3 separate regions of the Mus musculus genome follow, and all the other regions are linked to region 1. Evidence: chromatin contacts called from public promoter capture Hi-C data. All regions are on one chromosome and are shown on one strand. The core of a region is the stretch at or near the end of the contact, and the rest is flanking DNA. Distances in the headings are between cores, read along the strand shown. Region 1 holds the start of Tie1 (tyrosine kinase with immunoglobulin-like and EGF-like domains 1). Region 2 holds the start of Ptch2 (patched 2). Region 3 holds the start of Armh1 (armadillo-like helical domain containing 1).

What was found. Promoter capture Hi-C pulls out the DNA fragments that hold promoters and counts their contacts.
Region 2: a contact with region 1 is called in a promoter capture Hi-C map of liver, with 5 times the contacts expected there. The contact joins the promoter of Ptch2 here to the promoter of Tie1 in region 1.
Region 3: a promoter capture Hi-C map of liver shows a contact between it and region 1, with 3 times the contacts expected there. The contact joins the promoter of Armh1 here to the promoter of Tie1 in region 1. A contact is called at or near these places in 3 of 39 promoter capture datasets (hippocampal neurons and liver).

What each region holds. Positions count from the first base shown.
Region 1 is chr4:118,487,097-118,492,036 of GRCm38.p6, reverse strand. It overlaps Tie1 (tyrosine kinase with immunoglobulin-like and EGF-like domains 1), which reads left to right and starts at 2,188. Exons shown (of 23, transcript NM_011587.2): 1 at 2,188-2,389. The coding sequence starts at 2,332. It also overlaps the pseudogene Gm12859.
Region 2 is chr4:117,093,729-117,098,668 of GRCm38.p6, reverse strand. It overlaps Ptch2 (patched 2), which reads right to left and starts at 2,613. Exons shown (of 22, transcript NM_008958.3): 1 at 2,242-2,613; 2 at 1,630-1,822. The coding sequence starts at 2,313. RefSeq lists enhancers at 1-494, 2,458-2,957, 2,520-2,978, 1,819-3,517.
Region 3 is chr4:117,248,854-117,253,793 of GRCm38.p6, reverse strand. Armh1 (armadillo-like helical domain containing 1) reads left to right here and starts at 1,877. Exons shown (of 13, transcript NM_001145637.1): 1 at 1,877-2,041. Tmem53 (transmembrane protein 53) reads right to left here and starts at 1,843. Exons shown (of 3, transcript NM_026837.3): 1 at 1,660-1,843. The coding sequence starts at 1,720.

The sequences.
Region 1 (4,940 bases), core at 939-3,438:
ACAGTGTTAGGAGGGGTGATAGATCCAGATTACCATGGGGAAATTGGATTACCTCTTCACAATGGTGGTAAGCAAGATTATGTCTGGAGTGTAGGAGATCCCTTAGGGCGTCTCTTAGTACTACCATGTCCTGTGATTAAAGTCAATGAGAAACTACAACAGCCAAATCCAAGCAGGATGACCAAGGACGCAGACCCATCAGGAATGAAGGTATGGGTCAATCCTCCAGGAAAAGAGCCAAGACCTGCTGAGGTGCTGGCTGAAGGAGAAGGAAATACAGAATGGGTAGTAGAGGAAGGTAGTTATAAATACCAATTAAGGCCACGTAACCAGTTGCAGAAACGAGGATTATAAAGTAATATGAATGCCCATTGTAAATTTACTAATGCGTTTGCGATTGTACGAGGGATAGTTATATCATGTTAGGCGTATTTACAACCTTGTTATTGTTTCATGTGAACATGAGATGTTATTTGTGTCAAGTTGACAAGGGGTGGATTGTAGTGGCTATTCCTGGTTGTCAACTTGACAATATTTGGAATGAACTACAATCCGGAATTGGAAGGCTCACCAGTGACCCTTATCTGGAGGCTTGGAGATCCTTATCTGGATCTTGGTTTGAAGATCTTGAGCCGTAGTGGCTATGGATTCCAGAAGATTGAATCTCCGAGTTAAGGAACACACCTTTAATCTGGGCTATGCCTTTCATCTGGGATTAAAGGTGTGGTGGAACACACCTTTAATCCGGGCTACACCTTTTGCTGGAGACAATATAAGGACATTGGAAGAAGGGAGTCTAGCTCTTGCTCTTGTTCCTTTGCCTGCTTGCTGCGTGAGACTGAGTAACTGCTAGATCCTTGGACTTCCATTCACAGCTGCGACTGAATCATTGTTGGGAATTGGGCTGCCAACTGTAAGTCATCAATAAATTCCTTTACTATCTAGAGACTGTCCGTAAGTTCTGTGACTCTAGAGAACCCTGACTAATACACCAAGTTTCCTGATTTAAAAGACGCTGAAGCAGTTCAGAAATTCTTCCTTGAAGAGACACAGCTTGGTGAAGGGTTATTAGCACAAGGTGACTACGAGAAGGGTGTGGACCACCTGACAAATGCCATTGCTGCCTCCGCAGCTGCTGCAAGTGTTCCAGCAGACTCTTCCACCACCAGTGTTCCAGATGCTCCTGACCAAGCTTCCGACCGTTAGTCAGAGAACTGTAAGTGCTCAGAGCCTGGCTGACAATGATCTGGAATGAACCAGATAACAACATAATAAAATCTCAGTAAAATAATTTAACAGTTAGCTTGGAAGCTGGTCAGCTCTGGGGAAATCAGGGTAAATTGTGCTGTCATGAACTGTCCCACACTGACATCGGCCAAAGTGAATATGAACTTTGGTAGATCCAATGCCTGTTCTATTTATTTTTCCAGTGAAAAGTATTTTGATAGAGCTTTTCATTTTGTAAATACACTGAGTTAACCAAAATATCATGGATTTCCGTTTGTTCTTAAGACATGCAACTCGTCTACGGCTATACCACTCTGAACGCGCCCGATCTCGGAAGACATGCAACTCAAATGTAAATACAGTAGAATATTACTTAGGTAGAAACTCCTGGTGATTTTAAAAGATTGGAAAAGAATATGAGGAAGAGTTGAATAATGCAAATTCTAGTGTGTGTGCTACCGAAGTGAACACTTAATGCACAGTCTACAGACTAGGACATTTTATCGTGTGTTGTAAAATTGGGTAGAAACTTGTGTTTGTGAAAACTGAGCATTAAAACCTTACAGAGACCGTTTCTTGTTTACTTTTGAAAAAAAAAAGAGTCACGTGAGCCTCATTTTGTATTTGTGTGTGTGTGTGTGTGTGTGTCTCCCCTCCTCCCAGCGTGTGTGTGCTGGGAGGAGGGGAGACCCCAGAACAATGTCCTGCCTCCAAACCTTCTCAATAGGCGGAAGCCACTGGCTTCCTCCCTTTCCTGTCTCCCGTGCTCCAGCAATGCAGATGGAAGGGACCGAAGGGATGGGAGAGAGAGCCCAACCATCCCCAGATCTGTCCTTGTCACAACCTGCCTCCCACCTCTAATGCCCCCCCTTCCAGAGACTTCCAGGCCACACCCATCCCGGGCTTGTGGGGGCTGGACACGGGAGGACTACAGGCGACAACTCTTCCCACCCTCTCTCCCTGCCACCCCTCCTACCCTAACCATCATTTCCTCTTCCTCCCCAGCACCGAGGTGCACTGAGCTGGACAGGCTGAACACTCAGACCCACAGCAACTGACCCCGGGCCCAGCTGGCCTTGGCTGGCCCAGGGCAGCTTCCAGAGTATGGTCTGGTGGGGATCCTCTTTGCTGCTCCCCACTCTTTTCTTGGCCTCTCATGTTGGTAAGTCTTCCCTGGAGTGAGCAGAGCTCCTCCCTGACTCTTGATTTCAAGGCCTTAATTCCAGCCCCCGACCCCCAAGAAACCCTAGCCTAGCCTAGCAATAGACCTCACAATATGGTGGTGAGCATGGGTTGGGGGAAGGGAAATAGAGAGTTATTGTTTAATGAGTGTAGCATTTCAGTTAGGGTGTGGTGGTGGACTTCTTTAATCCCAGCACTTGGAAGGCCAGCCTAGACTACACAGAGGACTCCATGTTAGCCCCATAAAGACTTATGGAGACCTTACGTCAAAAACAAAAACAAGAGCTGTGGAAATGGGTGGTGATGTTCACATGAGGTTATGAATGCATTTATTAACACTGAATTGACTGTTTACAAGTGGTTCTAACGGTAGATTCTAGGGTATGTGTATTTTAACACAACTTAAAAATTGCAGGGACAAGCAGAAACTGACATCATCATCATCATCGTCGTCGTCATAGCGTCATGACGATTTTGATCCACCAAGAATGAGGTCAGGGTGGGGAAAACTCAGGCAGGTGCTAGGAATCACTGCCTGGAGGGGGGAGAGGTGAGTAGGGGCAGAAGTCAGCCATCAACTTGGACCTCACGAGTAACTGTGTTGGGCTTAATCAATAATTCATTGGACAGACAAGCATGGTGGCTTTAACTCCAGTACTCAGGAGGCAAAAGCAGGTAGATCTCTGAGGTTCGAAGCCAGCCTGGTCTACATAGCAAGTCCCAGGACAGCCAGAACTACATAGAGAGACCCAGTCTCAAAATAATAACAATAATAATAATAATAAAATTTATTTAGCACCAATGATGTTCCATTAGTTGAGAATATGGCAACACCTAAACCTATCATATGACAACTAAATGATGCTGGGCTCCCAAAGGTTGATACGTTTGTTGTTTAAATGGAGCTGTGTGTACAGAGGGCATGGAGAAGCTTCTGAATGCTGGTGGCAGGTCCTTTCAGTCTGCTGACCAGAGAACTAGAAGTCAGAGGCTGCCTTTGAGTGGTTCTGTCTGGTGGGAAACACAGGCCAGGAATGAGGGCCAGACAGAAGCAGACATCAAGAGCTTTTGAGAAGCACTGAGAAGAGAGTCAGCTTACTCTGCCACAGGACCAGAAAAGTCATGAAGGGTTTCCCTAAGAGAGGTAGTCAACAGAGTAGCAAGTGCAAGCTTGGGAGGTATGGAAGCCCATAAGAAAAAACTGTAGGCCAGGCAGTGGTAGTGCACGCCTTTAATCCTAGCACTTGGGCAGCAAAGGCAGGCGGATTTCTGAGTTCAAGGCCAGCCTGGTCTACAGAGTGAGTTCCAGGACAGCCAAGGCTACACAGACAGGGCTATACAGAGAAACTCTGTCTCAAGAGAAAAAAAAAAGAAAAAAAAGAAAAAGAAAGAAAAGAAAAGAAAAGAAAAGAAAAGAAAGACGAGAAAAAGAAAAAAAGAAAAGAAAAAGAAAAACCTGCAGAAGTATGTGCCAGCAGACTGGAAGCTAAGGGAAGAGGAGCCTGGGCTTGGACAACCTGGCTCTGCTCCCTTCTAACTGTATGACCTTAGGCAAGTTTTGAGCTTTTGCTCCCTGGTTATAAAACCATCATCCTGGAAGAGGATAACACTCACCTCCCAGGACAGTGTGGTCCTGAAAGGACGAGAGCATCACTAAAGGGCCCCGGCACATAATTGACATCCAATAAACATTAATTATTATGACAGCAGGAACACAAGATGACTCTGAAGTTAGTGTCTCAGGTAATGGGTGTTATCCTTTGACTCAGAAAGCTTGGGAGAGGTGAGGGTGTAGCTTAGGAAACACAGATGCAAATGCATTGGGAGCTGAAAGGCCACACCAGAGCTACTGACTCAGGGGTGACAGTTAATGCCGAGGGAGTGGATGAATGTGCTCCGTAGTTATTACAGCAAAGGATGTCAACTTCACTGGAAGCCATGAGGATGCCAGGGAGAAAGGGCATTTGGTGCCCGCGAGGTGGCCAAGAGATGCCAGCTTCTTTGGCTTACGATAGACCGTCAAAAATATGCTAAGTGGCATTTAAATGAATTGATGACCTGACAGCTAACAGGCAGGGAAGGGCCAGGGAAGGAGGGGCCTTGGAAGGTCTGGGGTCACAGGTCTGAAGCAGGCTGATCACATTCTTCTCCTCGGTCTTGCCCACTTCAGGGTACAGATTTTACGCTCCAGTTGCACTAGCCCGGGGCAGCTCCCCTCCCCACACTACAACATTTCTCATACTTGAGCGTAGGGTGGCCTCTCCCTACGCCTGACCTTTCGTTCCTCCTCACCCAAGCACCTTCTAATGAAGTTTGTTATCTGCATCTTTTCCTGTCCCCTTTCCTTCCCCCGCCCCCCTGCTGGTTAGATGTTCCTCCCTCTGAGCCAACACCTCCATCTGGGAGGGATGCCTGTGTCTGGTCCTCCAGCTTCCCAAGGTAGGGCCCAGACCCACCTGTGTCTGTGTCTCTCTGGCCCTAACCGATCTTCAATCCCAGCCAGTCAAATAGTCCTCAATTAGTTAAGCAAG
Region 2 (4,940 bases), core at 1,364-3,863, 1.4 Mb after region 1:
CAGGATATTCAGAAGTTATTTGGGACCACCCAAGCAGCAGTGGTTTGTGTGGGGGCATGCATATATGCGTGTGCGCACATGTGTGTCCTGATGCTGGGGGCAGACTGGCAGGCAGGGAGAAACATCTGCTCTGGACCCTAGGGCTGTCTTAAGAGTGTGAACGCTAAGAGTCTGCAGAGGGCTGGGGGTAGGGTGGAGATGGGGTGTGGGAGCCTATGATGTAGGAAGGCTCCAAGAAACATCTGCTCTGTATCCTAGGACTTGCCAGCATTTGAAATAACTCCAGGGTGTGAGGCTGCGACCTGGGGCCTGCCTTGGGTCTGGGCCAGGGCTAGGGAGGTCTGGGGAGCCCACAAATGCAGATTTCCCAGGGAAGAACACAGTTGAATTTGCCTTTGTCAAATAGCAGCCACATGAAACCAGGCACCAGGAAAGAAGAGAGGCATGCTGAAATTATGAGTTGTGTAATCCTTCCACTAGGACGTGAGGATTTGGTCTCATTTGACCCTGACTTTTGCCTCAAAGTCTATGCTCATTCTTCATTAAATGGCTGCAGGTCCCTGGGTGTCTACTCAGAAGCCTGGTCAGATGGCTCGTTCAAGGTTTTCTTTTCTTTTACACCTAACAATTCTTTTCTTATTATTTCTTGTTTTCCCCTTTCCCCCTTCCTTCCTTCCAATCTTTCTTTTTGGTTTTTCGAGAGAGAGTATTTTCATGCAGCTCTGGCTGTCCTGGAATTCTCTGTAGACCAGGCTGGCCCCACCTGCCTCCAGATCCTGGAATTCTCTGTAGACCAGGCTGGCCCCACCTGCCTCCAGATCCCAAGCACTGAGGTTAAACATTAAAGCTGTGCACCACCACTGCTGCCACCAAGCACTAACTTTTCTTTTTCTTCTTGCTCCTCCTCCATCTCTCTCCCCCACCACAGCATGCTCGACAGGCAGTCTGCCATGCCACCCAGCTACATCCCACTGATCTTCCTTCCTTCCTTCCTTCCTTCCTTCCTTCCTTCCTTCCTTCCTTCCTCCCTCCCTCCCTCCCTCTCTTCCATCTGTCCGTCTGTCCCTCTCTCTCTCTCTCTCTCTGACACAGGCTATTGTTAAATTCTTAGACTGAAAGTATTTCTCTTGCCTCAGCCCCTTGAGTAGTTAGAATCACAGTGCTAATCTGAGTTTGCAGGTCAGAGCCGTCTCTCCCTGCCTTCTCTTATACAACACAATACCACTTGGCTTTGTTTTGTTTAGAACTTACCCCCACACACATTTTACTTCCTTTGGCTATTGAAAAATACATCTTGTTCCATTTGTAAACTCTGATGTACAGTTAAAAGAAACCTAGCTATAAACGCTAAATAAGCAGACACATAATCAAAGATGAATATTCCACAAGCTTATTCATAAGAGGCTACCATCTAGAGTTGTCCATTTATGGGTGAGAGAGATAGGTGTGAGACAGTTGATGGTAAAGACTTGCCTAGCTTGCACAATGCCCTGGGCTTCATCCACAGCACTGAGGGAGATTGGGAGAGAGGTAGGCTTTCTGCAACACACCCAGATACACAGGCTCTGAACAGGAGATGGCCCTCTCGATCCTTGACCAAAGCAGCTACGGCCAGCTCCAGTAACTCACCTTCTACCCAGAGCTGTTCTAGGTCTGTCTCAATTACAGCCACTCGGAGACCCAGTGCCAGAGCCCCAAAGGCCACCAGTCCCAGGAAGAGCACTTTGCCGCAGTGTTTCTGGATCCTGCACCCCAGGGAGAAGAGTAGACCTTGGAAGTAAGCTCGAAGCCAGAGAGGAGCCTGCAGGCTCCCAGCTAGGATCTGGGATAGAGAGAGGAGGAGGTCAGCCAGCTGTCAGCACAACAATGGAGGAGCTTTCCCTTTTCTCCCGGTCAAGTCCCAGTTTCCTGACTTCTGGATGCAGGGCAGGAAACAGCTACAGATAAAGGTTTCAAATGTGGAAGATTTAACTCTCTTTCCCTGTGCCTTCTCCATAAGCACACCTGAAAATGCCCATTTTTAGAAGGTTATGAGTCGTGAACACACACACTCGTTGTCAGCTAGGCAAAGAGGTGAACCCACAGACATAACTATTTTCACTGACCAGATAATAGGAAATAAACTAACAAATCACTTGCTGGCTCTCGCTTGTCTTCAAACACAGATCCAGTAACACTAGACTTCTAGCCCTACAGATGTTCAAGCGACGTTTAAGTTACAAACCCAGCCCCTCTACTCACATGAGGTGCGGAGGACCGAGCTGGAGGTGTGTAGCTGGGAGGTAGCTCTCCAAGGGACAGTGGCCGAACCATGCTGGTGAGGATGGGGGGCGCGAGCGCCCCCAACCTGCGTTATCTGAGCGCTGCCATAGGCTAGCTTGGCGCCTTGTGCCGCCCGGCTTCACCTGAGGATTCCTAGCTGCCGTGAACGGCCATACGGTCCTGGGTGAGGCGCGCGTAAAGATGCACAGGAGCAGCCCGCAGCGGCGGTGCGGGGTGGTGGCCCCAAGCCCCGCTGGATCTGTGGGCTGTGGTCCAAAGAGGGCTCCGCGTGTGGGTGGACCCGACTGGCTGCGAAGCACCTCACAGCTAAAGGTGGCGACTGTGGATCTCGGGAAGCACCAGGAGGCTCAGAAAAAAAGGAGCGGGCCGGGGTGACGCCCTCCCATTGGCTAAGGGGGCGGCAAATTACCCGCTGCCTTGCAGCCGGATCCGTTGCTAGGTAACGGCGCCGCAGGGGGCGGGGCAGGAGACCACCCAGGCAGGGCCACCCCTTTGCCTCGCCTCCCGGGCTCCCCAGCCCGCCCGCGGGGCCCTAAGGAGAGGAGAAGGGAGGGTGATCCTGGAGGCGCTAGTCGTTGGCCAAGTGTAAGTCAGGATGTTGAGAAAGGGAGTCTGCTGGTCCCCTTTGGGCCACCCTTTCTTCCCGACCCAGCGCAACCCTAAGGACCTCCTTTCCACTCTTTCCAAGCAGGCCAGACTCAGCTCTAAAATGCAAATCCCACGGCTGCACCAAAGCCCAAAGCCCTGCACCATCCAACTAAAGCTTTTTTTTTTCCTCTAAGTGCCTCACACCCACTCAGTTGCCTTCCAGTCCCGAATTGCCCTCAGTAATTTCCTAAGTTCACATGTTCTTGCCTTTGTACATGTTGGGGCCCCTTTGTCTTGGCAGATAACTTTTAAGCCTGAACTTGAATCAGTCAGCCTAAACTTTTGGAAGCCTTGGCAGATAATTGCTTTTTTCTTTGTGGTTCTTATTAACATTCAGTTTGTGTATTGTATTTTTAAATTTTTATTTTAACTTTTTTTTGTGAGACATGGTCTTAAGTAGTTCAGCTTGGCCTTCAACTCCTTATCCTGGTTGTGTCTGTCAAGTTAAGGGACTATAACAGTCCTGTATTGCCCAGCCTGTCTGATAATTGTATTTGTGATGACATAATTTATGTACAACATTGGGAAACATGTTGCTTTTCCAAGTGACTGTGCTATTTCTGTGCTCCTGACTGTTAAACTCTGATCGGTCATCTGAGGGTAAAAGTCTGACTCCTCATACAGAACATTTGGGAAAGGAGCCGGGCAGTGGCAGGCCCATCTCTTGTGAGTTCCAGGTCTCAGCATGGTCTACATAGAGAATTCTGGAACAGCCAGGGCTACCTAGAAAGATTCTGCCTCAGAAACAAAATACGTTTTTTGGGGGAAAAAAAAGACTTCAATAAATCTGTTGTTCTGATACTGCTATCACATCTGGCTAGCCTCTTGCTCAATTCTTCCAGACTTCTTAATCATTATATCATAAATATTTTATATTACTACACAGTCCTCTCATCAATCATTTGCAGAATGTCCTCAGGACAGATTCCCAGAAATGGGGTTGTTTGGGTCAAAAAGCATGAATATGGTTTTGGCCTTGCTACATACTGCCAAACTTGTGCAAATTAACATCATCAGCTCCAGGGCTTAATCCTAAGGGTTCCCCAGTTGGTTTAAGGGGTGGGCAGTTAAGGAGGAATGAATGTGTCTGTCTACAACACTGCTACTCTGTGGCTAAGAGGCACCTGGGCAGGAATGGAAGCCTTGGGCCTGGAGAGATAGCTCAGCAGTTAAGGCCACCTTTTGTTTTTGCAGAGGACCTGGGTTTGGCTTCCAGCATCCACAAAGGAGAGTTCACAGCTACCTGTAACTCCAGCTCCAGGGGATTCAACACCTGGCCTCTGAGAGCAAGTGTATACACACACACACACACACACACACACACACACACACACACACACACACACACACATGCGTCATATACAGACTCTCCGGCATATACATATAAGTAAAGGTAATATGAAAATGAGAAAGAAAGCCTGTGTACACGGTATTCTCCCGTTTGTAATGGGAGGAAGTGCACCCTGTGTACACGGTATTCTCCTGTCTGTAATGGGAGGAAGTGTACTACAGAGAAAAGTGTACCCTTAGCAAGCCTGGAAATGGAAACAGCTCTGAAGTGGGCTCTCTAGACTCCTGTAGCAATCTTGGGGCTATAAAGGCAGGGAATTGCCTAGAATAAGCGCTGCACGGCATTATAACGCCAGGACAAAATTGACATTTCTTTTTTTTTTTTAATTTTTTTTAAGATTTATTTATTATTATATGTAAGTACACTGTAGCTGTCTTCAGACACACCAGAAGAGGGAGTCAGATTTTCTTACGGATGGTTGTGAGCCACCATGTGGTTGCTGGGATTTGAACTCTGGACCTTCGGAAGAGCAGTCGGGTGCTCTTACCCACTGAGCCATCTCACCAGCCCAAAATTGACATTTCTTGAGCTCTTTCTTCTTTCCAGATTCTCATGGAGACACAGGTGTGTCATCATTTCAGCCTGGATTCTGCTTCCATTTCCAGCTCAACTGACTGCTGCCATCAATTACCAATTGTGGCAAAGTCCTAGACTTTTT
Region 3 (4,940 bases), core at 628-3,127, 1.2 Mb after region 1:
AAAGGAAGGCTGAGCTGGTGAGTCGGCTCAGCAGGGAGAAGCACTTACTGACAAAGCACAGGACCTGAGCTAGCGCTCCAGCCCACCCAGAAGGAAAAGAGAACCAACTGCTACCAACTGTCCTCTGACCTGTGCACATACACTACGGTGTGCATGCACACACACAAATAAATAAATATGCAATCAAAGTTAATGCGGGCTGAGTATGACACAGTGGTAAAGCACTTGCCTTAGCACGCATGAGGCCCTGCGTTCAATCCCCCAGTCCTGCCTAAATAAATAAGACTGTCTCTACCCACGTGGGGAGAGAGAGAGTCCCTACCCTCCTGGCCTTGCAGAATGGAGAACCAGCCCTTTGCAGCTGATGGTTCTGCCAAGACAGAAATAGTAACTGACTTCATCTAATGCTATTGTCAAAAATTCTTCAAAAGTCCTTTCACATCTATAAGCCCAACGATCCACCTCTAGGGAGAAACAGATAGTGGCAGTCCTTCCTTCGTGCTTTAGGAGATGAGAGGCCCCTGCCCCATCCTAGATAGATTCCAAGCAAGAAACACACAGTGGGACAGGAGGGCATAGGAAGGGAGGCCTGGGGAGACTTTTTTTGTTTTTGGTTTTGGTTTTTTGGTTTTTTGAGACAGGGTTTCTCTGTGTAGTCCTGGCTGTACTGGAACTCACTCTGTAGACCATGCTGGCCTCGAACTCAGAAAACCGCCTGCTTCTGTCTCCCAAGTGCTGGGATTAAAGGTGTGCGCCACCACCACCTGGCTCTGGGGAGGCTTTTGAAGGAAGCACCCCCTAGCTAAACTTTATGATGAGCTGGACAAGTGCGGGGCAGTGGACTGGAAACACCAAAGAGCAGCATTGGCCGACCTGTACTCCAAGCCTCCTCTGCCCCAGTTTCCAAAAGGGACAACCTTCCATTCTCTGGTCCAACAACTTACACTACTTTACAAGCTACTAATCTTAGGAGGCCTCCCACACATCTTTTTTTAATGATATGGCCTTAGGAGGGTTAAACACACACACACACACACACACACACACACGTTAAGTTTAAATGCCAACTACTAAGCTTACTTCCATCAGGATTCATGCCAAGTCCTTTACACAAATAATCTCAGTTGTGCAACCAGCAATTTTTCCTCAGCTTTGCTCCAGGAAAACTAAAATTCAAAGTTGAAAGTTTGCCGAAGGTCATCCAATTACTAAAGGGATAGGATTTCAACAGAATTCCACCCGGCCTAACCGACCATTCTGTTAACCACTGCCAGGGTGAGCTGAGAAGGGCAGGACTAGGCTTGCTGAGTCCCTTGGCTTTTCTGAGGACCAGAGGCTCCCCCAGGAATCCAAACCTCTGCAAAAATGAAGGATGGGCCTAGTCACACTTGCAAATGAGGAGCGAGAATCCAAAACAAAAGAATTAGAATGAACCTTGAAGGGCCTCCAGCTACAAAGGGAAGCAGAACCTTGAGAACCTGTTGTGGAACAGAAAGACCCTCAGTCGACTGGGGGCGGGGCACGGGGGGCGGGGCTGGGAGCGCCCCGCAAGCTCTAGCCAGCCCTGCGGGACCCCCGAAGGGGGCGGGCCGAGGGAGGGCGGGCCGCAGGGTGGGCGGGGCATCGCTGTTAGGTCACCTTCCCAATCCCCCTCCATACTCTGGCTCCAGCAGGGCTGATCCGGGATCTCGATGCTGTAATCCAGCTCGGCCGAGGCCATGGTGAAGGTGCGGGTCTTCAGCACAGGCCTCCCGCCGGAACTCCCGCAGTTTCACCTCGGCGGGGCCGGGACGCCGCCGGGCCACGCCCCTCCCCGCCCACGCCCAGCGCTGTCCAATCCCCGAGCCGCACTCTGTGACCTCCCTGCCTAGCAACCAGGGAGTCGCTTCGCGCCTCGGGCGGCACCCACTAGCCCGGCCCTAGCAACCGCGCCCCGCCCCTACTGTCTTTGGGCCCCAGCAATTGGCTGACTCTCTTGATCTTGGATCAAGTATTGGTCAGTGGGGCAGCGCTCTCGGAGCGACCGCACCCTCCTGTGAAGGTAAGAGTCGGTGGGAGAGTTGAATGAAGTATTACGGGTCTGCAGAGGGCATCTCAGAACTTTGTCTTCTGGTACTTGGTAGAAAACTTGAACTTGCACCTCTAACTACATCTACCTCCATCGCCAGCAGCAGTTCCCAGGCTGGAGGCAGAAAAAACGAACAAAACAGTGTTAGGCGGCGCGTGCCAACGGGTCCTTCTAAACCTGTGGGTTGAGACTGGTTGCCTGACTGGAAAGGGGTCTTCGGGTAATAAGACATGGCCTTTCATGTGTGAGTCCAAGTAGTTTAGACGAGTACAGGAGTACAGCTTTCTTACATTTAGTAAATATTTTCTGAGCTGGGCATAATGGCGCATGCATTTAATTCCAGCTGTGAGGAGTTGAACTCTGTGAGTTTGAGACCATCCTGATCTATCTCCAGGACAGCCAGGGCTACACAGAGACACCCTGTCCAAAATAAATAAATAAACACATACATGCATACATACATAAACAGAAAAAGAAGCTATTTGGGTGATGGGAATGAGTGGGTATGGTGTGTAGGAGACAGAAACCAGGAGGAAAGTATTGAGGGCTGATGATTAATACGGTAAATAAAACCTCAAAGATGGCACTGGATTTACAAAGAAGTTGTTAGCAACCTTTGCAAGTGCCATTCCAGTGAACAAAAGAGTCAGTGGCTTGAGAGTGAGTGGGAGGTGACAGCATAGTGGTATGTCCCTGGAATCCCAGCCAGGAGTCTAAATGCTTCAAGCCATCCTCAGCTACATAACAAGTTCCAGGCTAGCCTATGCTACATGAGACTTGTCTTAAAAGAAAGAGGGGGGATGGAACACTTGCAAGGCAAGTTATTTTGTCATTCGCTGGCAACCGCTAGGAGGTACAGGCTTTTGTTCAGATGAGAGAGATCCAGCAAAGAGATAAAAGATAAAATCACAGGGGAATTGGGTATGTGAAAGCATATGGCCCCCAACCGTGGGGACTCTCACTTTACACTGCTGAGGAGTAACTGGGGAGATGGCTGAGCTAGTGTGAGGAACCAACTTAGACCCCCAGGACACACATAAAGGCTTCGGGGGCGGGGGGGGGGGGCTGGAGAGATTACTCAGTGGTTAAGAGCACTGACTGCTCTTTTGAAGGTCCTGAATTCAAATCCCAGCAACCACATGGTGGCTCACAACCATCTGTAATGAGATCTGATGCCCTCTTCTGAGGTGTCTGAAGACAGCTACAGTGCGCTTAGATATGATAAATAAATAAATCTTTTTTTAAAAAGCTGCGGGGGGGGTGTGGGGGGGCACACAGCTTTCCCAGAACCGAGGAGGCAGAATCAGGCATATCCCAGAGACTTGCTGGCCAGTCACTTTGGCCAAATCAGCAAGATCCAGATTCAGTGGAAAATCCCTCAAAAAAAAAAAAAAAAATGACAAGTGATGGTGAGATGGCTCAGTGACTAAAGGTGCTTGCTGAGCAAGCCTGGTGACCTGCACTCCCTCTGTGAAGTCACAGAAAGGAGGGAGGACAAAGCCAACTCCACACCATTAACCTTTGACCCTCGGCGCTTGTCCTGTGCCATACATATACCCTCTCTCACAAATACATCATCCACACAGTAACAACAGTGATGCTTTTTACAGATTTATTTATTTCATGTATGTGAGTACGCTGTCACTCTCTTCAGACACACCAGAAGAGGGCACCAGATCCCATTACAGATGGTTGTGAGCCACCATGTGGTTGCTGGGAGTTGAACTCAGGACCTCTGGAAGAGCAGTCAGTGCTCTTAACTGCTGAACCATCTCTCCATCCCCATAACCATAAATAATATTTTTTTAAAAGAGTAAAAAGGTGGAGAGAGATAAAGATACCCAGTGTGGTGGGGTCTGGATGTCAAACTCTCAGCTCCTCCCAGCACCATGCCTCACTGTATACCACCATGTTCCCGCCATGCTGATAATGAACTAGACCTCTGAAAGTGCAAGCCAGCCCCAATTAAATTATTTCCTTTATAAAAGTTGCCATGGTTATGGTGTCTCCTCACAGCAATAGAACATTGACTAAGACAGAAATTGGTACCAAGAGGCAGAGTCTTGCTGGGTGAGACCTGACTGTGCTGCTTATGGGTGCAGTGTGAACTTTGGGACTTTGGATTAGGAAAACAGTTGAATATTTTAAGCTACCCTTAATGGACCACACTAGTAGGAGTTTGGAAGACTGGTGCTGAGAGCAATGAAGATCATGCTGGCCAAATTCAAGAGGTTTCAGAGGAGAATATTATGTGTGGCCTAGAGATCATTCTTGTGATGTTTTGGCAGAGAATGTAGCTGCTTTCTGCCCTTGTCCGCCCCCCCCCAAAAAAAAATTGCCTAAGGCTAAACTGAAGAGTTTTGGATTAATGGCATTGGCTGAGGAGATTTCAAGGCAGCCTCGTGTCACACTATATCTATAATGAAAGGGAGCAAACTGAGCAAGAAAAATACAGAATAGGGCTGGAGAGATGGCTCAGCGGGTTAAGAGCACTGACAGCTCTTTCAGAGGTCATGAGTTCAAATCCCAGCAACCACATGGTGGCTCACAACCATCCATAATGAGATCTGATGCCCTCTTCTGGGGTGTCTGAAGACAGCTACAGCGAGCAATTGGGACTGGAGCGAGAAGAAAAAGTGTCTGAAGACTTCTACAGTGTACTTACATATAATCAATTAATAAATCTTTGAAATAAATTAGAATTTTTTTTTTTTTTTGGTTTTTCAAGACAGGGTTTCTCTGTGTAGCCCTGGCTGTCCTGGAACTCACTTTGTAGACCAGGCTGGCCTCGAACTCAGAAATCCGCCTGCCTCTGCCTCCTCAGTGCTGGGATTAAAGGCGTGAGCCACCACGCCCGGCTTAAATTAGAAAT